Linked DNA regions of Pan troglodytes: all the other regions are linked to region 1. Evidence: chromatin contacts called from public Hi-C data. All regions are on one chromosome and are shown on one strand. Each heading gives the region's core, a stretch centred on a gene start, on an enhancer-like site or on the middle of the called end of the contact. The rest is flanking DNA. Distances are from core to core; before and after follow the strand shown.

The links. Hi-C and Micro-C count contacts between places; a contact is called where the count stands out from the background.
Region 2: a contact with region 1 is called in a Hi-C map of stem cell-derived neural progenitor cells, with 8 times the contacts expected there. The contact joins the enhancer-like site here to the promoter of ARL4C in region 1. A contact is called at or near these places in 4 of 7 Hi-C or Micro-C datasets (blood, induced pluripotent stem cells and stem cell-derived neural progenitor cells) and 1 of 1 other capture datasets (stem cell-derived neural stem cells).
Region 3: a Hi-C map of stem cell-derived neural progenitor cells shows a contact between it and region 1, with 4 times the contacts expected there. The contact joins the promoter of SH3BP4 here to the promoter of ARL4C in region 1. A contact is called at or near these places in 1 of 7 Hi-C or Micro-C datasets (stem cell-derived neural progenitor cells) and 1 of 1 datasets of contacts at active chromatin or transcription factors (stem cell-derived excitatory neurons).

The regions. Positions count from the first base shown.
Region 1 is chr13:136,678,672-136,683,452 of NHGRI_mPanTro3-v2.0_pri, reverse strand. It overlaps ARL4C (ADP ribosylation factor like GTPase 4C), which reads left to right and starts at 3,519. Exons shown (of 1, transcript XM_001151934.7): 1 at 3,519-4,781. The coding sequence starts at 3,519. The coding sequence ends at 4,097.
Region 2 is chr13:136,316,792-136,321,026 of NHGRI_mPanTro3-v2.0_pri, reverse strand. No RefSeq gene overlaps it. Among named protein-coding and RNA genes, the nearest start is that of SPP2, 85 kb to the right of the region's middle. Within about 2 kb of position 2,151, at least 5 of the 24 cell types and tissues checked have an H3K27ac peak or open chromatin away from gene starts, as enhancers often do. A contact at or near this core is called in stem cell-derived neural progenitor cells and stem cell-derived neural stem cells, where this site is marked.
Region 3 is chr13:137,117,725-137,122,167 of NHGRI_mPanTro3-v2.0_pri, reverse strand. It overlaps SH3BP4 (SH3 domain binding protein 4), which reads right to left and starts at 2,142. Exons shown (of 6, transcript XM_016950767.4): 1 at 1,973-2,142.

The sequences.
Region 1 (4,781 bases), core at 2,270-4,769:
ATTAAAATGAAGTAAGTGCCACAGTGCAGCCAATATTTTCCACTCAGTGGAATTTAGCCATGATGTATGTCCATGAAGAAATAGGCTCAAAGTAGGCCTTACATGTCCGATATGAGTGGTAAACATTACTTTCCTTTTCATAATTCCAGTGTTTTTCAATAAAAACCCACATTTGAAGGAAAGTTACCAGTCGACTTAACCAAATGATATTTTTATGTGTTAGAAGTTAAATTATCAACTGTAAAATTAACTTATCACCTGGTGAGTGAAATTAGCAGGTAGAGTGGTTGCTATTCAATTATGGTGAGTTGCTGTTTAATGGCTGTGTTCTGGAAGGGTCTATTCATGTCTATTAATCTGTTTTTTTCTACTGGACAGCAGACAGCCCTTTATTGCTAAACCCCATCACGGTGGTGCAAAATGTGGAGGCTGCAGTCAAAACCACTGAGGCTCTTGGTAATAATTAGCATAGCACCAAAAAGATACATCGGATACTTTACTAAAACATCTCCTTCCTACCACCTTAAAACTCAAAGCAAGTCTTGACTAGGGGAAAAGGAAGTAACACAAAGGTAATCTGTGGAAGCCGGATGGAGAGGCTTCCAGTCTGACCTGTCTCTTTCCAAATGTCCAGGTCCCAGGCTACTAAACCAAAGGCTCATCTTGGGTTGGGGCTCAGCCTCGGCCCTGTCTGTGGCAGACAAGAAAGAGAAACAAGAAACAGTCTCATGAGAAGCTGGCTATCTGTGGGGCAGGCATTAAAGAGAGTCAAGAAAATCACTCCAAAAACACAAAATCCTGTCTCCCCAGGGTTCCCAATAACGGAAACATCATCATTATGAATTATGCCAACATACGTTGTTTCTGTTGCCTCACTAGAGTTGCTCTTTTGGTGACAGATCCTGGATTCTTCTTGGAGAACCACCCTTCCTGATTTCAACCCCTAGGCCACATCCACTGGTGTGTTCCCTCCTCCTGGACAGCAGTCCTTGATCCAGGGTGCGTGCTCCAGGCTTTGGTTAGAGTTATTGGGAAAGAGTTGTACCTTTTCCTTTCCAGGATCTAAACCAAGGATGTGAGTCCAAGGCTGCCAGAAAGAAAAAGAATCAACACAGGGGAACACGGAGGAGGACTGGAGAGACACCTGCTCTAAAGACTCCTTTTGAGCTCCTGGGTCTAGCCATGCCTGAAGAGGACCTTTATCCTTAACTTTTCAGTGATGTCAGTGAATACATTTCCATTTTTATTTAAAATGAAGTAAGTGGCACAGTGCAGCCAATATCTTCTGTTGAACTCTATCCTTCGCGTGGCTCACTTTATTCCTCATTGAAGGAAACAGCGTGTGGGAAGAGTGGGGTGTGAGGAAGAGGGCAGGCAGGTGCCCAGTTTTGTGCATACAGACCCTTGGTCCTGGGGCAGGCAGTGGGCCTCTAGGTTCTGCCTTAGCCGTCACGTCACGGGCGCCTAGGCCTTGTTACCTCACTGGACAGCATTGGGCGGAATGATAGGCAGGGTCCTTTCCAGCCTGATACTTCGTTTCCAGCCCCAAATCCACTCAGTAGAGTGGATGGTCGCTCCGGCTGCCGCCTTGGGAATTCCAAGGATAGGGGTGGTGGTGGCTTGTCCTTCCTTCTACAGGTGAGGTCTTCTCACATGCTTTGGTACCAACGATATCATATATCTTTTCGTGGTTTGTGAACGGAAGGTGATAAAGTATTTCTCTAAAATTCTAGCTTTTATTCATAAATTCTTAGCATTTTCATTTTCTTCCCCCTTGACTCCGTTTCCATCGTTTCTGTCTCATAAGCTAGAGCTGGGAAGATGCGGTCGCCCATGCTGCGGCCTGCTGTCTCCTGCGGAGCAGCTCTCCCCAGATCTGTGTGTTTGCCATAATATACTCTCACTTTTCTCCGCACCCAGAGAGGATACACATTTGTTACATGTTTACAAACCAGAATAAAACCATTGAACTGAGGTGACAGGAGGTGGAACCCGTGGAATATCAGTGTTTGTAACCCACTGTGCCACCAGCTCCAAGCTGTAGACACATTTTCTTTCAGCCCCCGGGGCTGGTGTTGCCATTTCTGCGGAGTCGTTCACCTGCGGGCAGGTGGTTCTCAGTTCCCAAAGTCGGGGGGGCAAGGGGTGCTCTCCCGAAATGCTGACGCTTCCCCTGGGATGTCAGCAGAGTCGATGCGGACGAAATGAGGCAGCCCAGGCGTGTCTGGGAGGGTGAGCTGTCCGAGTTACTCGGGGCAGGTAGGTCTTCTAATCCCCCATCGCGGCCTAGGTCCGACCCTGCCCCAACCGCCGCCACCGGGCAAGAAAGGCTGGGCCTCCAGGGTGCCCTGGGCACAGGCCTGGGCTCCGGAGGGCGGCGCTGGCCGGGTGCAGCCCCCTGGAACCCAGGCAGGAGGCGAGCCTGGGCGTCACTGGGGGCCGGGGCCGGCGACAGCCGCGGCGCGAGGGTGGGAGGGGACGCGCCCGGCTGGATCCAGAGCGCAGGCTGGCAGCTCACCGAGGCCAGCCCCGTCCCGTCCCTTCTGGGGTTTGGAGGCCCCAGCCTCGCCGCCCTCACTCCCCAGAGCGGCGCTCTCCCAGTCACCCTGGGGGCCGCCCTGCCCCGCCTCGCGCCCACAGAGCTGGGACCCCGGGACCCACGCCCTCAGGCAGGCTGCGTCGCCCACGCCTGCGGCCCGGCGGGGCAGGGCGCGGGCTAGGACCCGGGCGGGGGTTCCGGGAGCCGAGAGCTATTTTTGCAAACGCGTCAGCCGCTGGGGAGGAAGAGCCGGCTCCGCGCCCATTGTGTCTGCGCGGCGCGGCGCGGCGCGGGAGGGGCCGGGGGGCGGCGGGGACGCAGCGAAGCGCGCGAAAACCGCGGGCTGGGCGGGGAGGACCGCGCCTGACCCCCGGCGGCGGGCGGGGCGGGGCCCGGGGCGGGGCAGGGGGCGGGTCCGGGGAGGGGCGCGAGGGGGCGGGTCCGGGAGCCCTCCGGCCGCTGCAGGCTGGCGGCTGCTGCGGCGGCGCGGGGACTGCGGGGACTGTGAGGCGGCCGAGCGGACAGCGACTCCCGGGGAAGCCCGCGCCCCGGGAGCGGGAGCAGGAGCAGGAGCAGCGCCGTCCCAGGCCAGAAGCCAGCGCCGGGCGCCGGGAGAGGGGAGAGCCCGGGCAGCTGCCGGAGCGCGGGGGCGCGGCCCGAGGAAACCACAGAGCGAGCCCAGGCCTGGGGAGGGCGCCGGGCGCGAGCCTCCTGCGCCGAACATCTGAGGCGGCTTCGCGGGAGACAAAGCCGGGCGTAGACGCGATGCCCGCCGATCGCGAGCCCGGCCGGCGAGGGCGCGGGGACTGCGGCGTCTGAGCGCGCCAAGCCGTGCGCCCGCGGGGACGCCGAGCCCCGGGGCCGGTGCGGGCGGCGGCGGGCGGGGCCCAGGTGCGCCCGGCCGCGTCGGGCCCGTGACTGCTCGGGGGGCGGCGCCCTCCCGCCGCAGCCGCAGCGGCCGGCGCCGCAGCCAGGAGCCATGGGCAACATCTCCTCTAACATCTCGGCCTTCCAGTCCCTGCATATCGTCATGTTGGGCTTGGACTCGGCCGGCAAGACCACGGTGCTCTACCGGCTCAAGTTCAACGAGTTCGTGAACACGGTGCCCACCATCGGCTTCAACACCGAGAAGATCAAGCTGAGCAACGGCACGGCCAAGGGCATCAGCTGCCACTTCTGGGACGTGGGCGGCCAGGAGAAGCTGCGGCCGCTGTGGAAGTCCTACAGCCGCTGCACGGACGGCATCATCTACGTGGTGGACTCGGTGGACGTGGACCGGCTGGAGGAGGCCAAGACGGAGCTGCACAAGGTGACCAAGTTCGCCGAGAACCAGGGCACGCCGCTGCTGGTCATCGCCAACAAGCAGGACCTGCCCAAGTCGCTGCCGGTGGCCGAGATCGAGAAGCAGCTGGCGCTGCACGAGCTTATCCCGGCCACCACCTATCACGTCCAGCCGGCGTGCGCCATCATCGGCGAGGGCCTCACCGAGGGCATGGACAAGCTCTATGAGATGATCCTGAAACGCAGGAAGTCCCTCAAGCAGAAGAAGAAGCGGTAATGCGCCCGGAGCGACCGGGGAGCGAGCGAGTGCGTCAAGAAAGAATGGATGGGTGGATGGATGGATGGATGGATGGATGGATGGATGGATGAGCGAGAACCCGCGCCCGCGAACAAAGAGCGAACCAAAGCGATGCTTCGAATTTTTAAAACGGAATCTCTGCACCCAAATGCAGGACTGGTGACTTAAGGAGCTGCGAAGTCTGATTTACCGGCCTGCTCTCGACCTGCCCCCCACCCCCAGCTCAGGGGACCTTTTGTCTGAACGCCAGAGCTACTGACCAGGTCGGGGGGCCGCGGTGGGGAGTGGAAGAGCCGGTCCTGCTGTCCGCCCTCCCAGCCCCAGGTGGAAGGCTCAGTTGTCGGAAAGACAAAAGCGATTTCTTCCCACTCCTGCAGGGCCAGAAGTTCAGGCTGCCCCGCCCCCACTGGGGGATCGCACCTGTGAATTACCTGAGGTATGCATTTCCCAGAACCGTGGGCGTACCCACCTTGGGGGGCATGTTGGTTCTGGGGGGACCACGTCTCCTTGCATTCAGGGGCTGTGAAGCTGAGTAATTTTCGGTCACAGGGCAGGCCCCTGTTGAAATTTCATTTGTCCTGCTCTGGACCCAAAGGTGGTGGTGGTTTGGGTCATCAGAGGACTGCCTGGGACGGCTCAGCGGGCACGGAGCGCTGTGCTGGC
Region 2 (4,235 bases), core at 902-3,401, 360 kb after region 1:
CGATGCTTTAAAACTTAATTTGAAAGAGACGATATTTTGTATCCAAATAACACCAACAGCAAAAGACATGAATTTAATTTCTACTTGCAAGCCAGAGTCTCCCGGCACAGGAGGCTGCCCATGCCGCCTCATGCCTGCCATCCCTGGAGAGGACCAGACAGATGGTGCAGAGCCCCACTGTGCCAACCAGGGACCTTTGGGACAAGGAGCCAGGCTGAACCCAGAACGTCCCAGCTGGGGACCAAGTGCTTCTGGGTGGAGTGATTTTGCCATTGTGCTGGCGCCAGAGGGCTGTGAAGACTTACATTCAGCATGCCCCTTTGAGGGGTTTTACCAGAATTAAAGGGCTTTCATGGCTTGACCTAATTGTCCTGGGCTGTGGAATTCTTTTTGGTTCCTAGTCAGTGTTCTCACCAAGACCCAACTAGTATAACAAACTTGCTATCGTTGCAGGAAAAAGAACCCATCTCAATGAAATGAGTCACTGGTTGGAAATGTAACCTGCAGGCATTGGAGGCTGAGGGAGTTCTAATTTCTCAAAGAACAAAGGCAGGCAATTTGACAGCTTTTGTTGACTGTCACAGAAATTTCCTGTGAGAGGGAGTCAGTTGCTTCATCTCAAGGAGGTCTGAAGAGGTAACAAGTAGTTTTTTTTGTTTTTTGGTTTTTTTTTTTCAATTGAACAAAATTTATCTAAAACATTTTTCAGCTGGGCACAGTGGCTCACGCCTGTAATCTCAGCACTTTGGGAGGCCGAGGCAGGCGGATCACCTGAGATCAGGAGTTCAAGACCAGCCTGGCCAACATGGGGAAAATCCATCTCTACTAAAAAATACAAAAATTAGCCGGGCTTTGTGGTGTGCACCTGTAATCCCAGCTACTTGGGAGGCTGAGACAGGAGAATTGTTTGAACCCTGGACGTGGTGTTGCAGTGAGCCGAGATTGCGCCACTGCACTCCGGCCTAGGTGGCAGAGTGAAACTGTCTCAAAAAATAGCATAATCCCATCTCTGTCACCTACTTGTTGAATGTGTTGACGAAAAGAGTCAAGTTCTGTAAAATCTTTGAAGAGCTTTATTCTGAGCCAAATATGAGTGACCAATGGCCCATGACACAGCCCTCAGGAGATCCTGAGAACATGTGCCCAACGTGATCAGGGACAGTTTAGTTTTATATATTTTAAGTAGACATAGGCATCAATCAAATTCATGTAAGATGAACATTGGTTCTGTCCGGAAAGGTGGGTCAACTGGAAGCTGCAGGGCTTGGAGTGGAGGAGGATTCCAGATCATCAGCAGATTCAAAGATTTTCTGACTGGCAATTGGTTGAAAGAGTTAAGTTATTGTCAGAGGACTTAGGAATGTCTGGGTTAAGATAAAGGGTTGTGAAGACCAAGATTTAATCATGCATGTGAAACCTCCAGGTGGCAGGCTTCAGAGAGAATACACTGTAAATGTTCTATCAGTAACTCCAAAAGGGAGGAGGGCATAATGAGGCATGTCTGACCTCTGACCCCTGCCTCCCATCATGGCCTGAACTAGTTTTTCAGGTTAGCTTTGGAATGTCCTTGCGGAGAGGAGGGGTCCATTTAGATGGTTGAAGGGCGCAGAATTTTTCTTTCTTTTCTTTTTTGGTCTACAAATGACTTTGAACAAACTTTGTAATTTCCTTGTGCCTCAGTTTCCTCATCTATAGAATGACAATGACGGTAGTACCCAGCCCATTGTGCTTGTGTGAGGATTAAATACATTGATCTGTGGAAAGTGCTCAAAATGGTGCTTGGCCAGTGGTAAGAGTGACATGGGTGTTATTAGAAGCATCCTGAAAACCATCCTGGGGGCTGCAGGGTAGGCCTGGGCAGCAGGCTTAGAGCACAGCCCCTTCTCGGCCTTCAAGAGCTCTTCCTCCCTGAGGCCCGTGGGGAGGCCACAGAGACCCGTTCCGTGGTCCCTGGCTGCACTGCACACAACACTCCCACCACTGCTGACCTCCTGGTCTCTCTCACGGGCTGTGCCCCACATCCTCGGCTGCGGTCACTGCACATGAATGTAAAAGCTGCTGCACAGGAAGGGTTGAAGGAGGGTGTGATCCTTGGGTGAAGTCCTAATCCCCACCGCCAGCCTCACTGGTCTCCCACAGACAATCAAGATGACAATGGCCACTTCCCAGGGTGGCGGCCAGGGTTGGAGGAACCAATCCCAGGTCCCAGGTCCGAGGCGGTTGTTGGGCCTTATCGATGCCTGATCGCCATCTAGTGCCCGATAAGAGTCACTGAATCTCTCCCATTACAAACAGCTGGTAACGGTGAATGCAGGACTGGAAGAATCCACTGAAGTCGTTTAGGCTTGGGGCCACCCATTTTAGGAATCCCTTCTAAAGAATCCCGATCCAGTTTCTGTTTAGAGTTTGATACCGGACTCTGTTGCATTTTTTAAAACTCTAGGTGTGAAAATCCTATTCCTCAGCTGGAGTCTTATTCCTTACATTTTAACATGCAGTTTTACCCCAAAGGTCCCCAAAATGAATAGCAATAGAGAGGAGAAAGTGTCCAAGTGGGGGAGGCCTGACTCTTGTTGTATACTTGGCTGATATGAGATCACTGTTTCTAAGCATTCAATTCCTTTTCATTTCTTTCTGTCAATTAAGCAGCTCCTGCATTTCAGCTAAGATCCGGGAATAGAAAGGTAACAAAAAATGCACAGACTTTGCTCTCACCAGGCTGAGGCAAGGCCAGCTAAGAGAAAGCTACAGTCAACTGGATGGGAAGTGGGAGAATGAGACCCACGTCCTCAGTCCCCACTGCACCCAGCAATCACCAGGGATCACCCAGGAACCTTTAAACTGATGGCCAGGCTGCCTCCCAGATGCTCACATCTGACTCTGCAGGCCAGGCTTTGACCTTTGAAGCCCCCTGTCGTGCAGGTGCCCCATGGAGGGTGGGATTAACCGCCATCCAAAATTGGTTAGGCTGCCCAGACTGGTCCCTTCCATTGTTAGGATGTGAAAAGGGTCACATAACGTGACTTTCTTGGGAGATCAAGTTGGGCTCCATACAGTCCAGGGGGCTTGAGAAAATTAAGTAGGTGCAATGGCAGTGGCATTGGTTCTTACTGTGGTTAAAAGTGAGCCAGCCAGGTTGAGGGTTCCTGCACGGAGGCCAGGATTTGAACTCCCCACGGGCACTCAGGCACCCAGGGCGGAGGCATCAATGTTCTCATCAACTTGCCTGGATGTGGTTCCAGCAGGAGGGAAAGAGAACGGATTGAAAGCCATCAGTGGTCAAACATAAAAAATGGAGTCTTTCTCTTTGTTATCTTCCCCCAGGTCATCGCAGACAAGCCTGAGAACCACTCGATCAGATGGTCCATGTTTCCCCAGCCACCGAGGAGAAGAATCACCCTAGGGAACTTACTCAACACTGATTCCCATGCCTCAACCCACATCCACTGATGAGCATTTCCAGGGATGAGGCTGGTCATCTGAGCATCTGTCCAAGGGGTTCTTATCATCTGGCAGGTTTGAGGAGTGCTGGGCTTGATTCTGGCTGCAGGAATGCACAGGTCACTTCCACTGAGAGCCCCTTTACAGGTGACAAGGGTTTTTCACACACCATGTGACTGACCTTCACACTGTGAGGCAGAAAGGGGAATGTTCGCCCTCATTTTCAGATGGGGAGCCAGGAGCTCAGGGACATCAGAGGAACCCCGGAAACAACAGTGCTGGGAGCCTGGAGGCTCAGCTTCTGCGTCATGCTCCCCATCAGACCTGGCGGGTTTTGCAGTCACTCCTCCACACTTACTTTTTCCTTCACTGTGCATATTGGGTCCTGCAAGAACAATCCCAAGAGATCAGGCCCTGGTCTGGAACAAGGAATCGGCCGTCAAGATGGCCCGGGGCTCACTGCCAGGATACAAGTGTCTCAGCTGCACGTAACCCAGGAGGGGCGGTGCTGCCCAGCTGGTCTCCTCTTCTCTAAAGGCAACACAAGCAAAAGGCTTTCTTGGTGCAGACCCTAGTCCTCTGGGTCTAGACTCCTGGGGGCACCCAGAAGGATTCCCTTTGGCCTTCTGAGCTCATAACTCCCACCACGTGTGCCATGTTTCTGTGTTTTGGGTCTCACCATTTTCAAGCCGATAGTGGCAAAGACTCTCTGCTTGAGTGAACACTAGTCAGCCGTCTAAAACCTCTAGGCCCATCTGAGCACTTTCTTGTAAAACCCAGTTTGAGCAGAGAAC
Region 3 (4,443 bases), core at 893-3,392, 440 kb before region 1:
TGGGCTTCTCCGCAGCCGGTCATTGTTCATTTAGTAAACAAGTGAGCCATACAAACCTCTAGGAAGCCAGGTTTGTTCAGTTTATGCGCCCTCCCAGAACTAACTGTTCTTTTGGATAAGCACGGCCCGGGCATTCCACAGACCCACAAACATCAGGCAGTGGGCAATCTGGGGTCCCGCCTAAATATCACTGCCCCCTTACTTTAAGAAATCCGCCTACAAGCAGAAAGCAGAGGTGGAGGAGGGGGATTGGAGAGCGCTGCCTCTTCCCAAGCTTCCCACTCTGAGGGATTTGGCCGAGTCCCGAGGGCACTGAGCAAGGAACCAGGAATATTGTCCTCAGGGCTCCACTGGACATTCCTGGAGTCTGTTTCCTGGGCAGGACGGCCAGGTGAGAGGCAGCCTATTACACTGCATGACCACTGCAATGAGGAACAGTAGAATGTTCCCCAGCGCCTTAAAGTACAGCCGCTGTCCATCCACGGATGTCAAAACGCTCTGCAAACCACCCATTAATTTTTATGGTGGCCTGAGAAGCAGATTGAGAATCATTACCTTCATTTTTACAAGGCAAGGAACCAAAACCACAGAGGGCGGTGAGGATCCAGGCCTCTCCCATCATTTCATCTGGGCCACGGATCTCAAGGAAAGCCCCCAGCCCACTGGGAAGGGGACTCGTGGCCAGCAGAGATTCTGCCCGGGTAGGGAGCAAGGAAAAAACCCAAACTTTGGAGCTCACAGACGGTCACAAGGGCGAGAAGGGGCGGCTGCATTCAGGGATTCTCTGGTTTAGGCAAGAATGGCTCCAGTTCTAACTTAATGTTCAAATCTGCCAGGCTGTGACAAGGCTGGTAAAAAATGTGGGATTGGGGATGGTTTCCTGTTTGCTGTTTATATTTCTCTTTATCTCTAGCTTTCTGCCCTGAGCATACATTGTTTCTGTAATCAGAACAAAAGTTATGCGAACTTTATTATTATCACGGATAAATTCTATAGTTCCAATCTGCCTACTAACTTGGAAAGAATAAGCAGGAATACAATCTCGCACAGTGTTCTTTTTCAGATCTCATCGATCCATCAGGCTCCACGACCCTCTGCTCGCTGAGTCCGGCGGCTCTCCCGCGGCTCCTCCCGCGCGGCATCTCTGGGCGCCCGACACCCGGTCAGGGCCAGCTGGGCCTGTCCCCAACCCCCGTCTACACCGCAGGCCCCGGGCTAGGAGCCGCGGGACCCAGGGTTGGGGTCCCAACAGACACCCGCCCGTGCCGCGGAGCGGGCTTCTCGGTAAACAACGCTCAGAGAACAACGCGCCTCTATCCCAGCCGGTCCCCGCCCGCGGGCCGCCGGCGCTGTCACCTCGCGGCTGCTGGGTCACCCGATCGCCAAGCCAGAAACCGGAGTTTTCAATTTCATCCTCACAGGAGGGATCTCCGAAGAAGTTGAAATATGCATTGTCACCAACAAGTTTAACCGGAGACCGCGCGTCCTTCCCTCCTCCCCAGCGCCTCTCGAGGGGGGCGCCCCGACCCCTCCACGCCCTCCCGTGGCCCCCACGGCCCCCGTGAGCCGAGCGCGCCCCCCGATTTGCGCCCGAGGACGCGTCCGGTTGCCCAGGGAGGCCACCCCGCAGGGCCGCCCGCCGGGAAGTGGCCAGAGCCGGGGTTGGGGGGCGGCCCGAGCGCACGCGGAGGGCTGCGGCTCGGCGCCCGGAACCCCGGGCCGGGTCCCTGCCCACCAGCACCAGGGAGACCCGAGCGCCCGGGGGAGCGGCGAGGGGCGCGCGAGGCTTCCCCGAAGCCGCCCCACGCCCAGGCACCCGCGCAGCCCCGAACTCCGGCGGCGGTGGCACGATCGGCGCCCGCGGCACGATCTGCGCCCGCAAGGGAGTGCAAAGCCCCAGAGCACGACCCCGCGCCCCTGCCGGCCCCCAGGGCCCTGCCGCCCGAGGCGCTCCCCGCCGCCGCCTGCCTACCTGGCTCGCATGGCGTCCCCGCCGGCTCCTGCGGCTCCGCTCGTCGGCCAGCGGCTCGGCCCAGCCGGGGGCGCGCGCGGCTCCGCGGGACTCACGGCGGCGGCGGCGGCGGTAGTGGCGAGGGGCCCGGACCGCCGAGAGTGCCGGGCGCGCTGGGCCCCCGCCTCGGCGGGCGGAGGGTGGTCCCGCGCCTGGGCGGGGGCGGGGGCGGGGGCGGGGGCGCGGGGGGCGGGGCCGGGACCGGAGCTGAGGCCGCGGAGGGGGTGGTCCCACGCCGGGGCGGGGCTTCGGGAGAGGGGCGGGGCGGGGCGCGGCCGTCTGAGGCTGGCGAGCGTGGGGCGGGCTGGGGGTGGTGCCGCGGCTCCGGGTCCCGGCGGGTATCCAGTCTGGGCGCCTCCTCTTCTTCCTCCGCCCGGAGCCGGCCAGGGTAGCGGGGCCTTGGCCGCCCGGCATCCTCGGGTCTGGGTCCCCGGTACCGAGCAGGTCTGGGTGCTGGCCCGCGCTCCTGTGCCCCCCCGCACCCCCATCTCCCACCCCTTCTCCGGGAACCCCTAGCGAGGACCCCTGGGGCGGTGCGGTCCCCCCGCGAGCGGGCGTGGGCGAGGGTCGCGCCGCGTTCGGAGACGCTTTACTACACCTTGGCTGAGGACAGTGGAGGGAAGGCAGGCGCGAGGCTGCGGGGGCCGGAGCGAAAGTTACAAACTAACAACAGGGAAGGCAGTCCGGCTGAAAATCATAAAAGGAGGAGAGTTTCCTGCGAAGCGGAATGCAGATTGAAGGGCTCTGGTCGGAATCGTTTACACTTTGTCTGACCTGGGCGCCTCTGGGCCCCCGGCGCGTAAAACAGGCCTGGCACGTAGTAGGCGCTCCATCAATGCCCAGTGAGTGAACGCACCACTTAACTATGTGGCCAGCAACGTCTATGGACCGACACATCTAATCCTAAAAAAAAAAAAAAAATCCCAATTTTGGCTAGTCCATTTCACACGAGTAAACTAGAGCTCGGAGGGTTGGTTCGCCACAGCAGGAGAAGGGTAGAACCAGAATCTGAACCGAGGCCGACTCCAGAGGCTGGGGTCTAACCACTGCGCCACTGCCTGGGGCCCTCGGGACTGCGCCCACCCCCACCCCGGGAACCCGGAGCCCAGAAGAAAGCGCGGGTCTTTGCCGGGGAAGAAGCCAACATTTGTTGCTCCTGGTCCTGAGCGAGACACACACAGTCAGTCCTCACCATTAACCCCGAAGCAGATATTGTTATTGTCCCCGTTTTATAGGTGGCTTGAGACGTGCAGCACTATGTTATGATCGCATGGGGCGTGCCAGAGTCTGAATTCAAACCGGGTATGTTCAGACTCCCGAGCCCCTGCGGCTGCCCCTAAGCCCTGCCGCTCCTGCCGTCTGGGAGACCTTCCTTTCCCTAAGGAATCTGGTTTTCTGCCACTCCATTTGAAGTCTGTGTTGAAGTTTCAGGAGACACAGGTGGACAGAGGCACCGACCTAGGGCTCGGGAGAAGGGTGGACATTGCTGTTCCGATTTTGGTGTCATCTGTGTGTAGATCATGGAATTCCTGAAAATGGATACGAGTATCCCTAAAATACATGCCGCAGATTTTAAAAGGAGGCAGTGAGGCGAAGGGGCAGGTGGAGGAAGCAGAGAAGCCTCCGAGCAGAGGAGAGTTTCTGGGTGGCTAGGAGGTCTGATTGGTGTAGGGATGTGTCTGGAATGTGCTTGAATCTCTGGCAAGTTATCTCGCCTCTCTGTGACTCAGTTTCCTAAATGAGTGTAAAAATGAAAGGCAGCATGTAAAGTGCTCAGCAGACTGCCTGGCACACAGTAGCTTTCAGTAAGTTTTAGCTACTATTAGTACTGCTATCCCAAATGACATCCACACTGTGTTTTTTAAAAAATGCCTATAAAAGCATTGAAAAAGACAAGCCAGTAGAAAATGGACAAAAGCTATGAAGGTAATTCCTGAAATGCCACAAATGGCTCAAAGCATGAAAAGCTCCTTGACTATACTAGTGAGGGAGCTAAGGCAAAACATACACACACAAAAAAACAATCGAATAAGAAAACTCAAGGCCTGTCCAGGCAGCTCAGTTCACTGAGCAGAGAGGGAGAAAGATACCCTAAAAACCACAAAGAACAAAGTGCCGTGGAAACGCAGGATAGAACGTGAATAAACAAAGCATTACAGATTTCGCCTGGGGAAGCAGAGAGCGTGTCTTACGATGTCCACATATGTATGCGCAGTACTTGCTATAGTCATGCCTCAAGCATCCTCAAACCAGTCCACATCCTAGAGAGGAATTAACAGAGGTCAGAATGTTTAAACAAAGTGGTTAAAAAAAAGAAAAAAAACAAGAACACATTACCTTATATTCTTACTACAGTAACTGGAATTCTTCTTCAGCTCCTATGAGCCAGGGAGACAACATTACTGGTTTAGATGTAAGTTGTTTATGAACTG